2 separate regions of the Gossypium hirsutum genome follow, and region 2 is linked to region 1. The links are chromatin contacts, called in public Hi-C maps. All regions are on one chromosome and are shown on one strand. The core of a region is the stretch at or near the end of the contact, and the rest is flanking DNA. Distances in the headings are between cores, read along the strand shown.

Region 1 (7,950 bases), core at 4,022-6,521:
TTCTCTCATTCTTATGACTCTTCGCCCTCACTAGGTTAACCATCTTGCAACCTTTGTTGCACTTCTTCCTATTGGTCATTCTAATCATCAGTAATTAGTGCGGTGAGTGTGGACCAAGCATGGTTAATTTAACCACTGGCGTCCTCAATAGCACTAAACAACAACCAACTCAAAATCAACACATATTTTCCATTTCCCACTAAGCCTATATGCCTCAGGTTGGTGGTTTAAGTCCCACTATATGTAGATGAGCTACATAATTATTACACATCTTATTCTTACACCTCTTTCTTGATTGTAGGCCAATCAACAAAAGTGTTCTTGGCTTTATGAACCAGGCTCACCAGGTTGCTACACTCGGCACGTTGGCTCTCAACAGTGTATGTGAGATAAAACCCCTACCGGAGGATAATTACTTCAATTATTTAGGGATTGATTGAATGTCTGGCAAACGACACTTTGAAGACTTCTCCTAAAAGAGTCGACCTCCCTTAATAAGAGTAATCTCAATATCATCTCTTCCTCAAGTAATGTAAGATTTTGGGAATAATATTCACTTTATGACATTTTTACACTTTTTTTTTATAAATTTGATGAGTTTAATATGAATGGATCAAATTATCAATTATAATATTTAATATAAACAATATATTAACCAAAATTAAAATTGATCCAAAATACATTTTAATAAAAATTAAATGAGGTGTAGTAATAAAAAAAATAAGAGCAATAAAAACTGATGTAATTAAATAATGGGGTAATGCTTGCACTCAAAGGAAAATTGATATATTGATTATAATAATACTATATTAAATCTAAGATTTAGGTTTTTGTACCAAAAATGAGAATAGAAAGTTTTAGAGTATAATAGAAGAGCTTTATGAATTTTCATATCAATATCAACCAATTAAAGTTAAGGAACTATACTTGTTAAAAAATTATAACAAAAATAATTTAGTAAAATATGAGGTAATCATACATTCTATCAACTAAGCAATAAAATTTTACATTCTAATAAAATGATTAAAATAGACAAATATAAAATGTCCAGTAATGTGTTAAGGGGGCATTTGGTTCAAGTCGTCTTATATTTTCCATATAATATTACATTTTGGCATAACATTCTTAAGTTTGGTTTGCAAAGATTACCTTGAGCCACTAATATTACATTTCCGGTAAAGTTAAGATTTCGAAATATGGGATAATTTCAATATAATTTCTTAGGTAATATAAGTTTTCAAGAGTAATCTAGATTTATGAAAAAAATTTTATATATTACGTAAATATATTTGTATATATTTCTCAAAAATTATTATAAGATAATATTCTAACTTAATAAATTAATAAAATAGATAAAATTGTTGGATATCAGCGTATATTAATGAAATTTAAAAATTATGTAAAATATTTCTAATCAAAATAAAATAAAATTTAGTGATAAAATGAAAAAATTTGAGATTAATGTATTCATGAGACAACATATGTAAAACGAAATATATTAATTATAATAATACTATGTTAAATCTTGAAATGAAAATGAGAATATATAGTTTGAGAGTTTAACGGAAGTACTTGATGAACTTAACATCAATATCTTTAAATTAATGTTGAAATAATTAAACTTGTTAATAAATGGTTAAAATATGTTATAGATTTTTCTTTTTGCAAATTCATGTATTTTTATTTCCAGGAATTTAGGCCTTTATTTTTCAGATTACAAAATTTAAGTTTAATTGTTAACATTGTTAAAATTATTGGTGTGATATTTTAAAATAAAAAAAATACTCACTTGGTAGCAACTGAAAAAAAACGGCGTTGTCATAAACCTAAATTTAACAAAATAACCTTAGTAGCAGGGGTGTTCATTCGGTTAACCGACCCGAAATTACTATAACCGAATTAACCGACCTTCCAAAAATTTTAACCGTTAACTGAACCGATTTTTTTAAAAAAAAATTTAACCGAACCGAAATTTTTTCGGTTAATAAGGTCGGTTAACCGAATTAACCGAAAATTACGTATTTTTTATTTTTGGTTAAAAATTACCCGAATTACCCGAATTACCCGAATTACCCGAATTACCCGAATTAACCGAATTAACCGAATTACCGAAAAATACCCGAATTTTTTTATTTTTTATTTTTAAAATTTAAAAAATTTATAAATTATTAAAGTAAATTGGGTTTTAGACTTTAGTAAATTGGGTTGTCTTTTAGTTTTAGTTTTATTGGATTGGGTAATTGGGTAAACTTTAGTTTTAGTTTTATTGGGTTGGGTAATTGAGTTTGGGTTGGGTTGGATAATTTTATTTATTAATTTTTTCGGTTAACCGAAAATTTTCGGTTAACCGACCGGTTTCGAACCGAATTAACCGTTAACCGAAAAATCATAAAAAAATTAACCGACCCCCGACCGAAAAAATTCGGTTAGCCGACCGATTAACCGAATTCGGTCGGTTAACCGAATTTTTTCGGTTTTACCCGAATTATGCACACCCCTACTTAGTAGTGTAATAGTTAGACTGAATATTAAAATAAGAAAAATATATGGATTAAATTCTAAATTTACGAAAAGTATAGAGACTTATTACATATTTTAACAAAAATAAACTATAACAAGGACAATTTAGTATGATAAGCTTCTAGGTAATCTTACATTTTGGCAACCAAACAACAAAATCTTATATTCCAACCAAATTAACCAAACATGGTAATTTGTTAAATAATCTTACATTATGATAATTTTATTATCATAAATAATAAGGTAAAACTATGCAGATAGTTACCTAACTATAAAAAAAATTCATTTTAGGCACCCAAAATAAAAGTTTGCAATTTAAGCACCAACGTTATATAATTCAATCATTTTTGTCATTCCCGTTAAAAGCATAAATTTATTTACTATTAACATAAATATTAATATTAATATAAATTTTAAATTTATTATTATATTTTTAAAATATTTATGTATTTTTATATATTTCTTTGGATTTTTTAGAATTAGGATCTAATTGAGGCCATTTGTAAAATTTGAAGGTTAATTATTTAAAATTATGACTAAATTGATTTTAGATGTAAAACTTGAGGGCTAAATTTGTTATTATATTGATTTTTTAACTGCCACGTCAACTTGCTATTTGTGATTTTAACGGGAGTAACCAAATTGATCGAATTATGTAACATGGGTGCTTAAATTGTAAATTTTTATTTTAACCTAAAATGAATATTTTTTTTGTTTTTGTAGTTGATCGGCTATTTACACTAAATAATATTATATTTTGTAATCCAATACTCCCTTACTAATATCACATTTTGTTAAGCAGCACCTTAAATTGTAAGTTAAAAAGAATGTAGCCTTTTAACTTCCGTTCAAAACATGGTAAAATATTGTTAATCTGGATAGCTCCCAAGTCCCCACCAGCAAAATGCCACGAATGACATTATTTTGTCAAAATTTTGAGTAATTAAGTAATAATTCAGATTGGAGTGAGACTCGAGTCTATTGGTTAATATATTTTTGGAAACGTAGATAATTCTTTACCGCAATGTGAACTGAAACAAGGCTTGAAGAAAATGCAAATCTAGGGAGAAGAAGAGGTGGTATCAAATGATCTTTTCCTAACAAGCAGGCAGGTAATCTTGGAAGGGTGAGCGTGGGTGTTATCAACTGTACATAACACAAAGTCCGGTCGGTGGAGTGCGAGTGGCAGCCGCTGGCCCTCGCTGAAAACCAACGTGGTCGCATCAAGGAGAACGTGCCATGAGTTTCTATGTGCCTCCGAGATCCAATGCATTGAAAGCCTAGTCGTCCCATTTACATCAGCGGGATAGGCAAAAAGCCCTTTGGGACTATGTTTACATTTTCTTCTGAAGTTTTGGCTAAGTTGTGATCCTTTAATCCTCAAATCCAACCATGTTTCTGGTGCTGAAATAACCTTTGATTCTCTCTGGCTAGCGAATTCCCTTATGTAGTCTGATTCTTCAGCAATGATTGTCAAATAATAGTTCCCTTTAAAGAAGGGGTAGCTTTCACCAATCAACATCATAGCATCCTTGTAATTTGGCATGAAAAGCACTAAATACTCATCTTCACTTAGCCCACAATGTTTCAAAGCCCTGTTTTGAGCTTGAATTTCAGGTATTGAAACGAAGTTCCCTAGGAAAGAAGTTTTCCTAGTGAGGATATCAAGAAGCCTTGAAGCCTCTAATTGAGTGTTGTCAATATCTGCCATACCAGAAGTTGATGAAGATGAAAAGGACTCCCTGTTGCCTACAATCCTTGGTGATTTCTGCTTATTGTCGGTAACAACGGTCTCAAAGGACTCGTCACTGTTGGATAGACTGTCGACATCGATCATCTTTAGTCCATCTTCCACAAGTCCATTGCAATATTGAGGATATTTTGCAAAGACATATTGCTCTACATATTGCATTTCAGTGGGTGTTATGGGACCAGACCATCTCAAGTCAAGGCCTTGTAGTGTTGAGATTGCTTCAGCTACCAAATGGGCAGGGATTACACTTTGTGCTTTCTGCTTGTTAAAAGTCCAATGCACAATTAAAAGAAACTCAAATATCAAATAAAAGAAAATCTGTTTTTTCCTTTTTCAAGATAATGTTCTTAAAAGGTCAGATTAATTAAAAGAACTTGCCTTGATAACCATGCTGCTTGGTCTGCCATTTTGGCTTGGTGAATTGGGCATTGAAAGCAAGATTGATGGATCAAATTCACTTTCTGCCATATCCTAAAAAGAATCAAATTAAAACCCTTACATAAGATTTCCTTTTTCTGAATCAAAACCAATATCAAAGCAACCTGAGAGTAAAAAAGCCAATAAAAAGAGGCAAAAACCTTAGATACTTCATGCAGAACAAGGCTTTCTTCTAAGTTCCTTTCCATGATGATGCCTATGGTCCTTGTACCATAAGTAGGCAAATCCTGCAAGCAACAAGTAAGAAGAAAAAGAAGAAGACGAAGACAGAAAAATAGGCAATATGATAAAGATGTGAGAGCTTAGCCTTATGTCAGTGTGGGAAATTTGTAAGATTAATTTCAGTGCAAGGGTAGGACTGAAATCGATATTAAAAGACTACAAGGTTTAGCAACAATAAGAAGACGCCGCCAAGTGACAACACCCATGTTCCACAATATAGAATATTTTAAAATCAACTGCTTCAATTACGCCCGTAAACTCAAGCTGACTGAGACTGGCGGACAACTAAAGCCAACCACAAGAAATAATGGAGTTTCCATTCCATGGAAAACACCATCTAAATTATGAGTGTGATTTATTTATTTAAATTTAATGACTGTAAAGCAAAGGGCTTACCTAATAATAATTGCATGGGGTTCGGCTCACAGTCTCGGGTCTATGTAACCTATTCTAATAATTCACCTTTGATTACAACATTGATTTGGACTAAAGGCCCAACTCTTTTAGTATCTACCAATGAAGTGAAGGAATGAAGGAACAGACAACATTGTACATATTATTTTATCTTTAAGATGGTTTGTTATGAGTCTTTTTCCCTGAATTATTATTTTACAATAGAAAGCATAAGGAATAATTGTTCTAATCGCATCCCCGAGCCAAAAATCTGGTTTCCTTTACCTTCTGTTTTTTTGTCATTTTAAGACTGTTTTCCAGGTCACTTGTTTCTCCTCCCTTGGAGGCGTCCACAAGTAGATCATCAACCGCAATGAAACGAACTTTTATCATTTAATTTCAATTTATACAATTACCCTAAAACTAATATACATCGAATTTAATATTAGAATGTAATTTTATACAACATTTCTATTTATTTACAAACTATAATCTACAACAACTATATATTAAAATAACCAAAATAAATATCAAAGAGGTCTAGGGTCAAAGAATAATTTACTCGCAAATTAAACAAGGAAGTTTAAGCATGTACTTCACGAAAATGAGAAAATAAAAACATTTGAAGATGGCGTTAATTATTTTCGATTTGATCTCTTCTTTGAATGTAACTGATGTTAATTGTTTTCCAATTTAAGCTTTACTTGGTAGAGGGAAAGAAAAATGAAAGAGTGGAAAAATAGAAAATATAATTGTTATTTCTCAACTTTTGGTAAGAAATATGAAAATTTTGAAAGAAAAAGTAATTTTCATTCTATTTATTACTTGGTGGAGTTGAAAAATAAGAGGAAAGAAATTGAAACTTTTGAAATATACATAATTTTAAGTTAACATACGTAACTCTCTTATTTTCTCTCTTATCATAGTATTTGAAATGATGCATTAAGATGGAAAGTTGTCATCTCTTGTAACACCCCTATACCTAACCCGACTATCGGATCAAATATAGGAATGCTACATTAAATATTAGAGTATTAATCAACCAAACTCTAACAAGTAAATACTCATTTCGAACCCATTTGTAACTTACCAATTCATTAATTAACCATTATCAATGTTAGTGAGGAGCCCGATAAGTTCCTTAAACATTTGAGTATTTAAAACAGTGCTTTAAAGTGAAATATGAACTTTTGCAAAAAAAAAAAGGCACATGGTTGTGTCTACCACATGGTCGTGTAAGTCTTTGAGCCCGTACGGCTCCAAAATTGACCAATTTTCAACACTCACACTACCGTGTGACTAGCCCGTCTAACTCTCTAAGGCCGTATGGGCCAAAATTGAAGGAAATTTTACAATTTTTAAAATTTTACACCTTAGTCCCTACATAACAAATTTCAATTTCTTCCCAGCCCAAAACACCAATTTCAGTGTAAAAGACACTCAAACACATATGCATTACCATACAACATTAATTTACTAAAATTTCATTTAAATCTTACAAAAATTACAAATTTTGTAGCATAACCTAACATATTCAAAAACCTATGTACATGTCATTTCTACACCAAAACATAATACCTATTTTCCCGAGCTTGAGGATGTGATGAAATGAGCAGCTAACGACTCCAATCAAACATGTCAAATTTAATTGTACTTACACACTAAAAATAAATGTGTTAAGCTGGTGAAGATTTAGTAAGCACTACAAGAATAAAAGAATATAGCATATATATAATTTTACAAATTTATATCAAACTTTCATACATCGATATCTAACCACCTTCGAACGTACTAACATCCAGAGTAAAAATCCTCCACAAAATATATGAAAAGGCGGTATCTGCAAGTATACGGGTCAAATTGTAATATAGTTATAATGGAGTAGATGAGTACTCCAAGGATCATATCCAAGGGAGATGAGTACTAAATTAATTCTAACCTAAGCATAAATAGATCTAATTAGTACTTTAAATGAATTATATTACGATGGAATAAAAAGAAAGGTTTTTGTGATCTATACTAATAATAATAATAATAATAATAATAAATCAAATCAAATCACGAGAAATAAAATTATAGAATGTATCAAATCTGAAAATGGGTGATTAGCTAGCTTCAGTAATCATAACCAACTGTTGCTTTAGGTTTTCTTGTTCAATCAACTAGTCGATATCCCGGCAGTATCTTTCGATCTTCCACTAAAATAACGAGTCGGTAAGAACTAATTATCCCTCAACCTTGGAGTCCAAACTGGTTCAGGGTTAAGGTGTTCAAGGATAGGCCATACCAAATTTGGGTTAATTCCCACCTTAATGACTTCTTAGGGTTGTCAGGCCTAAGGTTTAGGTTCTTCTTTTCCTAAATAGTTGATCCGCTAAGAGAACCCTACAAAATAGTTAATTAATCATATCTCCACTCGCTAATTCCTCACAAGAGGATTAGTTCCTTATGTATCTCACAAACAATATCAACTTGATAGAAATAGTAGACATGAATAATAATTCAAGAGTATAAAGTTTAGAAGAAGCCTGATTTGTACTAGAATTGAGTGCAGAATCCTCACAAAGTTTGATTATGTTTCACAAATCTAATTTCTTTCACAAAAGCAAATAACAAAAACTGAA
Region 2 (7,950 bases), core at 3,736-6,235, 63 kb after region 1:
TTTTATCTTTTAAGTTATAATAATAACTTAGTTAATTAGTGAGTCGAGTAAGTAGTTGAGGTCATTCATAAACATTTTCCTTTAGGTTTGATTCACAAAATTCATAATCATTTATATGGACTAAAAACATATGGAACCATCTTGGGGAACGGATATGGTGAAGCGGCTATTAACCCAAAGAGCCTGAATATATAGACCCAACACAAAGTTGAGCACAGTGGGGTTTAGATGAGATATAACCCCCAAATTTGAATACAAGTAGAAAAACGACCCAATTGAGGGACAAGAAAACATGTGGTAGATAAGATAACTCCTTTACGTTTTTCTTATTTATTTTTTATTCTTTTTGGGATTAAAACATCCTTAATTGTTTGGTAAGAAAGGATCATGAAGATATATTAATGGATGCCACAACTTCGTTCTTATCTGTTTTCACAAATGGGGGCGAAATCATAACCCCCAATCTTGTGTCACTCTGAAAGTAGATATAGGTAAGCCCCACGGACTTAATATTCTATTGTAATGTCTCCTTCTATCTCAACTTGCTTGCAGCCCCCATTGCAAATATTTTGTAGTCAAGAGTACAAAATAATTATATATTAAAATTATTTTTATTAAATTTTTTAAAATTTTTACTTTATCAAAATAAATCTAAATCATTTTATTTGTAATTATAGGAATTTCCATATTTACATTTTATATACCTTATTTTGTCCAAGAAACCATGCTTTTGTTTTGAGGAAGTGTGTGATCAAGCAGTAAAATATAATCAAAATCAAACTTGAGGGTTTCGCAAATCCCAAATTTTATACAAAAAGCAACATGTAATTTTTACCTTGTAAACAAGAGATAGAACATGATATTTCCATTGCAATAATTATGTTTTCCGTTAATGCAAAGGAATCCAAATTCTGGATTTCCCACATGATTATCCACACAATTTGAACCCCCTCACAAAGGATAAAGCACCCACTACAAAATACACAATGTTTTTAGACCTTTTTAAGGAAGCAAAACGGTGGTTATACAAACATTTAAGACAACTTAATCTTAATTGTTGTAATCACACAATAATGTTTTGTTTGAGGTCTACCAAAAACATCAAAGCATGCTTGATTAGAATTGGGAAATCTATTACAAGGAAAACATGGTGTTCAATGCCTCGTTTTTACTTGAAAAAACAGCTTTGGATTCCCCCCTATTATACCTTTTTTTTTTCTTCTTTTTTAATTTCATGCAGGCATGTGCTTTGCTATTAGTGCTTGTAATTATAACTGATCAAGATTTGTTGCAAACAATAATTATATCTGCTTGAGAATTACAACTAAAGGATGAGCAGCAGCAGCCTCTGAAAAAAAAATCATAGCAACATGCAAAATCTCTTTCAGACAGGAAAGTGTGCAGTCAATCAGATTCATATCTTTTCTTCTTCAGGTCCTTTTCCAAACCTTAGTTGCGGAGTCAAGAAGCAAAACATTGGTACCTTTATACTCATTGCTAGGGTTTAATTATCCACGTCATTATTTTACGATTTCAATTTTGACTGTCGTATGATAAACCCGTAATTATGGGAAAACCGTAATTTAAATCCCTAGTACGGCATGATTGAGTTGTATAGGAGGTAAGAACAGCCCTCATTGGCATTGCTTAGTTGTTGTTCCTGAAAGTACTAAATTATGGGAGATTTGGTAGTTATAATGACCAAAACAACTTTGCCGAACCCTCTTAAAAGAAAAAGTGGGATTATTGTGTCGGATTCTCCGCCACTTGCTGGCCCCAGGATGGATCATGTTGTTTCTTTCATCAGCTTATGTTTGTAGCACTCATTGTAATTTCACATGCTACCAACATTATTATTGTTGTTAGATAAAACAATTACAAAATTTGGAAATCTAATTTCGTTTTCTTTTTAACCAATCGAATGCCATTACTGACCCATTACACAGTTGAGTGTTTTGCAAGTACTGCTAAAACTGAATCAATCTAATTTTGATTTTTAAGGTGTAGACACGACATGTTCTTAAGCTAATACTTCCCTTTACCTAGTCAACTTCCTTTGACACCCTCGACAACCTTTCATGGTGGGGAACAGTAAATTTCTGGCATTTGGGTTTTCCAACATTCGTATTTCATCTTATTCAAGCTTATATATTCTTAGAAACACTCAATTTTGGATATGTTAACTAGAGTTAAACAAGCCAAATATGAATATTCCAATATTTTGCTTGAGTAGCTTGTAAGCTCAATTAAGGTTTTCTTAATTTAATTTTCATTGATGAGTTTAATTTTTAATTAAACTATGCTAATTGAACGAATTTAAACGATTTGATTTTTATCTAAATGGAATTTCAAAATTAAAACTTAGTTAAATTTTAATTTTAATTTGATTAGATTTAGTTATACCTCAACTAATGGTATAGTGATTGTTCACCTCATCTCTTAACTATAGGATCGCGGTTTAATCCTTACCTCTTGAGAATAGAATACATTTTGTGATCAGATATACCCCAAATACTTTACAAGGTATATACCACGGGCAATTCAATTATTAATATTTGTAATTTTAATTCGAGTGTAATATATGCGTTGTGTGGATATTGGCGTCTCCGAAAAGCCGAGAGCTTCACAAAGTTATACAGTCTATAGTCAAAGGTAGATGCATATCTATACTTATATTATAGTAAGAACATTTTCCCAAAATAATTGCCTTTAAAACATAAATTTTAGTTGTTTGAGACAAAAATAACCATCATCCGGAGATTAGATACAGGAAGCCAACATTATAAACTTAACACCAGAACAAGTCCAAAGGCAGATGATAATTTAGCAGATATAATCTCAAGTATAAAATTAACCATTTGATTTCACTAATAAATTGATAATCATGATGATCACCGGATTAAATACAACATCATAGCTTTGCTGACCAGATTTGTGAAGAATACATAAATTTTGTTAATTACTAAGACTCTTCTCTTTGTGTAATTAATTAGCATCTCTCTTTTTGAAAACATGGGAAGTCCAATTGTTGGACTTTAGTTTGGTAAAGGGGATTCTATCACTTAACCACTTTCTTAGCCACCATTTGATTTTGCTTTCAAAAGTTGAGACATTCATATCAACTAAGCATAGTTAAGTCGTACATGCATAATTAATAGTGGACCTTAGACTTAACTTGGATAGCGATCAGAATTGCAAATATTGAGATTCAAATCTTAAATAGTATTACCTTAACATTTTATGGTGATTCAAAGATGTTTTGAGATTTTTGTTTTTCATCCAAGATTAAAAGAACCAATAAAAAAATTATGTTAACATTTTATAGTGATTCAAAGATGTTTTAAGATTTTCGTTTTTCATCCAAGATTAACACAACCAATAAAGAAAAATAAAATGGTAGCATGCATATGGCCTTTTCTTTGAATTTGAACAAGTCTTGCCGTTCTTCAACTTCCCTGGCTAATAATGAAGGGTTATAGTCTATTAGATAATATTATTCGATAAGGATTAGATGCCGACCAAGCATCACGTTTTTTGTTTCTAACACCGTCTGATGCAACATTTGCTTGCTAAAGTTACCTAACCCAACCCATTCATGTTTCTCAAGAATATATATAAATGCTAATATGCTACATTAGAGTCAACCCTTTTTGTGATTAATTATTAATTTCTTGTAGTTAACAACACGATTCTCTCATGTTTATAGCTACCCAGAGTTTAAATATTCAGTTTTGAAGAGAATCAAACAGATGAAGTTAGATGAAGTGGAGCTCTCAATCGTGACGTTCAATTGGCTATACACATCAGGGTTATATATAAGATTAGTAAGCTTCCAATGGCTAAAACCTAAACCAAACCCGGTTGCAGTTGCAGTTGCACTTTTCCTTTATTTATATGACTTCCAACTGAGGTTTCTTTGTTAATTATATCTCTGCCGATTTGCGATTTATTTGAGCCATTATTTTTTATTAAGTTAATTAAGATATTATCTTTTTGTTCTTTCATGTTTAGGTTTCGGAAAACAAATAAAGAACCAATCTCTGTCGCAAATGACGTTTGATTTTATCTAAAAAAAGAAAAAGAAAGATTCAAGGGAGAGAGTTTTGATGTGTATATATAATGATTGTTTAATATGGGGTTAAAATTGAAGGGTTGGAATGCCTGTGACCTCTCCCCTTTCAATTTCCGGAAACCTGTTACATCAAGAAGAAAGTTTGGGAGCTTTTCTGGATATACATAAAAATTATCACCTTTTGGCTGAGGTTTCTCATCCAAATTTTTTACTACTTAATCACGCCATTATTCATGTCCATATCAACTTCATTTCGCTACAAACTCAATCAATTTTTTAAAAAAATACTGATGAATCCTGCTTCGTACATTTTGGTTATTTCGTTTTTGTATTATAGTGTTGCAGTAAAGTGTAGAATATTTTACTTCCCAGATTGTTTTTGAGGGAAAACATATGCCTAACAAGTCACAATTTAAAATTCTTCCATTAGAAATTTTTAACACTAATTTTTTCTTAAAATAATTAGAGAATTTCTGAGTTCTTTTTTAAACATGAAATCTATTCCATCCCCACAAGCGAGGATTAAAACCCTAACCTTAAAGTTAAGAGACAAGGTGAGCAATTACTACACTACGTCTCATAGTATTAAAATATGAGTGCCCTTTATATATGCTCCCCATCTAAATTACACAACTATTATCTCTTTCAACAACTTGGTTGCTCTTCAAATTATTGGATTTTTTAATATTTAATTGTGAAATGAAGGTCCATTTGGTGCTACTAAAATGTTACAAAATGAGTACTACTAGACAAGGGCAGGGAATTTACTCCCATGCAATAGGAGTGGTCTGAAATACAAAGCTGCTTCTATTTGGCGAGCGTTAAGACATAGGGAGGAAAGTAGCTAATGTGGCACAAGCTGGTGTTGTTGTTTCAGAATTCCCAACACATTCTTTTATTGCTTGGTTGGCAGTGTTGGGCAGCTTACCAACGAAGAATAGAGGTGAAGCTTGGGATGTTCCGATTCAGCTTGATTCCCTAAAACAAGAGACCATTTATTTTGTGATTGTCGACGCTACTCGACAAATTTGGGGAAATTATGCTGAAATGAAACATAGATTGGAGGTGTGGCTCATGGTATGAAACAATTGAATGGGGTGTCCACCATTTGAAAGGCAAATCATTGGGAGTGATTGCTTTCAAACTTGCTTGGACCGCACTAATTTACACTTTATGGCAACAAACGTGTTCATGGGCAAACCAGCTAGAGGGGTTAAACAACTTCTCCAACTCATTCTACCCTCTATTCCTCACTGATTATGCGGCATATATGTAAGTTGTGTGTTAATGGTAGATGATGAATGTAGAATATGAGGTTTGGATGTAATGGGAGGTATGCACCACTGCCTTTACTATCTTATTGTAGCAAAATTTGCTTACTTTTAGATAAATGGATTTTAATTTAGAAAAATCATTTGATATACTGTCAATAGAGTTTTTAGATTAGGAGATCGACAAATGCCTTATAAAGATATAGTAAATATTTAAAAGAAAAAAACGCATGACAATTTTTTAAAACTATTTTATAAAATAAAAAGAGTATATTGTCAATATATCAAATATTAACTTTTACTTATTAAAAGCAAAATTTATGTTCTCTTCTCTCTTATTTTTTTTTCTTTTTCCTTTTTCCTTTTTTTTTTAGGTTCGCACGTGATAGGCTCCTCCTTTTTCACCTATAAATGATGGCAGCCTGTTTTTAATTATTTATAGTCATGTATTCAAACTAAACTTTGATACCTAGTTGTTGGATACGGACACATGGCATGCATTATGTAATTATGTTATTATTTACTTGTTCTATCAATCATTTATTATTTAATGATAAAAAAAATAAAGTTATTATTTACACAATTTAACTTAAATATAAGACAAAGCAAACATATTTTCCAAATGGCTTATTTCAACAATTATTATATCATTCAAATTTAATGAAAAATTGTTTACCTAAAACACTATTAATGAATTAAATAATACAAAAATATTATTTAATGCAGAAATAAGGAAAATCACTAAAATATAGTACTTTTTTCTATTTTCACTCATTTCTTTGTTGTTTATATTGTTTGCCAGCTCTAAGAGCACTCTAAAAGCAAAAGATAATAGAAAATCTAGCTTATTAATTACAACATAAAAAGAAGGAAGTTACCTCCAACAAAATTTGCTGCTCTTGAAAATCACACACTAAAAAGTAAGTTATGGTAGGTAATAAATTTATAAATAAGACTTTAGTTGAGTTAGCGAAAAGTAAATTCTATTATATGTAACATTAATTCAATTAATTTTTTAATATATAGTATAAATATATGAAAGTAAAAATTATATTTCATCAAAAATTGTATAAAAAACAACTTAAAAGGACAAAAAAAAACAAAAACACAAATAAGCAGATCTATCTCAAACTTCAAGATTAACGCGGTTTGGCAGCATTGAGTTTGCGATTAACTTCACTTACCATGCACGTAATTAAAGGGTACGTACTGTCCCATTACTGGCAGGCATTAAGCAATCTTACTAATGCTAATTGCCTTCTCACGTTGCTTTCATTCAGTGCATGCATCCGAAATTATAAAAACGGATCAAAACAGGATTTTTTATTTATTTAATATTTTAAATTTATCTTCACTTTAAAAAAAAGAATAATTGATTATTAGAGTAAAAAAATTTCCATTTTGTCGTTTTTCATCTTCTTTTGTCAATAACAAGTAATTGAGATTCTTCTATTGTCGGTATATTTTTTTCACCACACGTATTCATGTTTTCTTCAAATCAATCCCCCTCTATCAAATCAATTCTTTAACCCATTACGTGTAAAAGTGGTAGAAAATTCTTAAACCCTTAAGACATTTTTTTTTAAAAAAAGTGAACGCAAATTGAAGAAACCCTTTATCGAAATGTCCGCAATTTATATGTACATATAGTGAAAGGATAAGCTTAGAAGAATAGTGGGTATAGATGGACCAAAAGGAAGCAAAGTAGTTGTTTGAATTGACTTAGACCAAAACCAAAAACATGACTCATCAACTAAGGTTACAAAATGAGTGCTTTTCTCTTCCCAATTATTTTTGGTTAAAAATAAAGTAATGGCCACTCCCCCACTTTCCCAAACGCAAGCACTAGAGAGTGTATATATATATAGGTTCTTCAATGGACCAAAAATAATGCCTACCTTAGCTTATTACTAATAATGGCGAAACCAAATAAAGTAAAAAATATATATTATTATATTCGTATTTTATATATACAAAATAAGAAATGATGTTTAACAAAGAATGTTAGGATGGCTTGGAAATTACTCAAGGAATTGGGGCCAGGCCATGCCATGCCATGCCATGCCATGCAATCGACTGGGATTTTGTACACGATCCACGAGGTTGGTTAAGGGAGCCCCCAACAAAAATTAAACAGATAGATGCCAAATGCGTTAAGCAACATCGATTCCTTATAGTTGTTTATGGTTCGTTACGCTAAATTCTCACAAATCCCAATTTTTCCCTTAATTATTATTCCTAATACTAAGCAAATTTTGGGATTTCAAGGAATATATATATATATATCTAGGCCACAGTTCACGCTACCTTGAGTTGCCATATTGTTCTTACATCAAAAACTAAATAAATAAAAAAATAAATATATATATGAACACCTTAATTTGCTTTAACATTTTAATTACATTACTTGAATTATACAGTCTTCATTATGTACTATATTTTTTTTTACTTTATAATTAAGAAAGCAATAAGCCAACGACAGACAAAAAGTTGGATTTTTAATTTTTCAGAAACTCGAAAGGGAAGTTTATCCTTGAAGTAGGGTTGCATGCCTTGTGCAAGTTAAATAGGCGACAAAAAGGGGGTTAATTTAAGTTATTGTTTTCA

What was found. Hi-C and Micro-C count contacts between places; a contact is called where the count stands out from the background.
Region 2: a contact with region 1 is called in a Hi-C map of callus, with 2.2 times the contacts expected there. The contact joins the enhancer-like site here to the promoter of LOC107909845 in region 1. A contact is called at or near these places in 9 of 34 Hi-C or Micro-C datasets (callus, hypocotyl, leaf and 2 more).

Annotation. Positions count from the first base shown.
Region 1 is chrD02:56,898,539-56,906,488 of Gossypium_hirsutum_v2.1, forward strand. It overlaps LOC107909845, which reads right to left and starts at 5,272. Exons shown (of 3, transcript XM_016837527.2): 1 at 4,852-5,272; 2 at 4,652-4,744; 3 at 3,506-4,531. The coding sequence starts at 4,899. The coding sequence ends at 3,581.
Region 2 is chrD02:56,962,231-56,970,180 of Gossypium_hirsutum_v2.1, forward strand. No RefSeq gene overlaps it. Among protein-coding and RNA genes, the nearest start is that of LOC107909844, 33 kb to the right of the region's middle. Within about 2 kb of position 4,986, at least 4 of the 9 cell types and tissues checked have an H3K27ac peak or open chromatin away from gene starts, as enhancers often do. A contact at or near this core is called in stem, where this site is marked.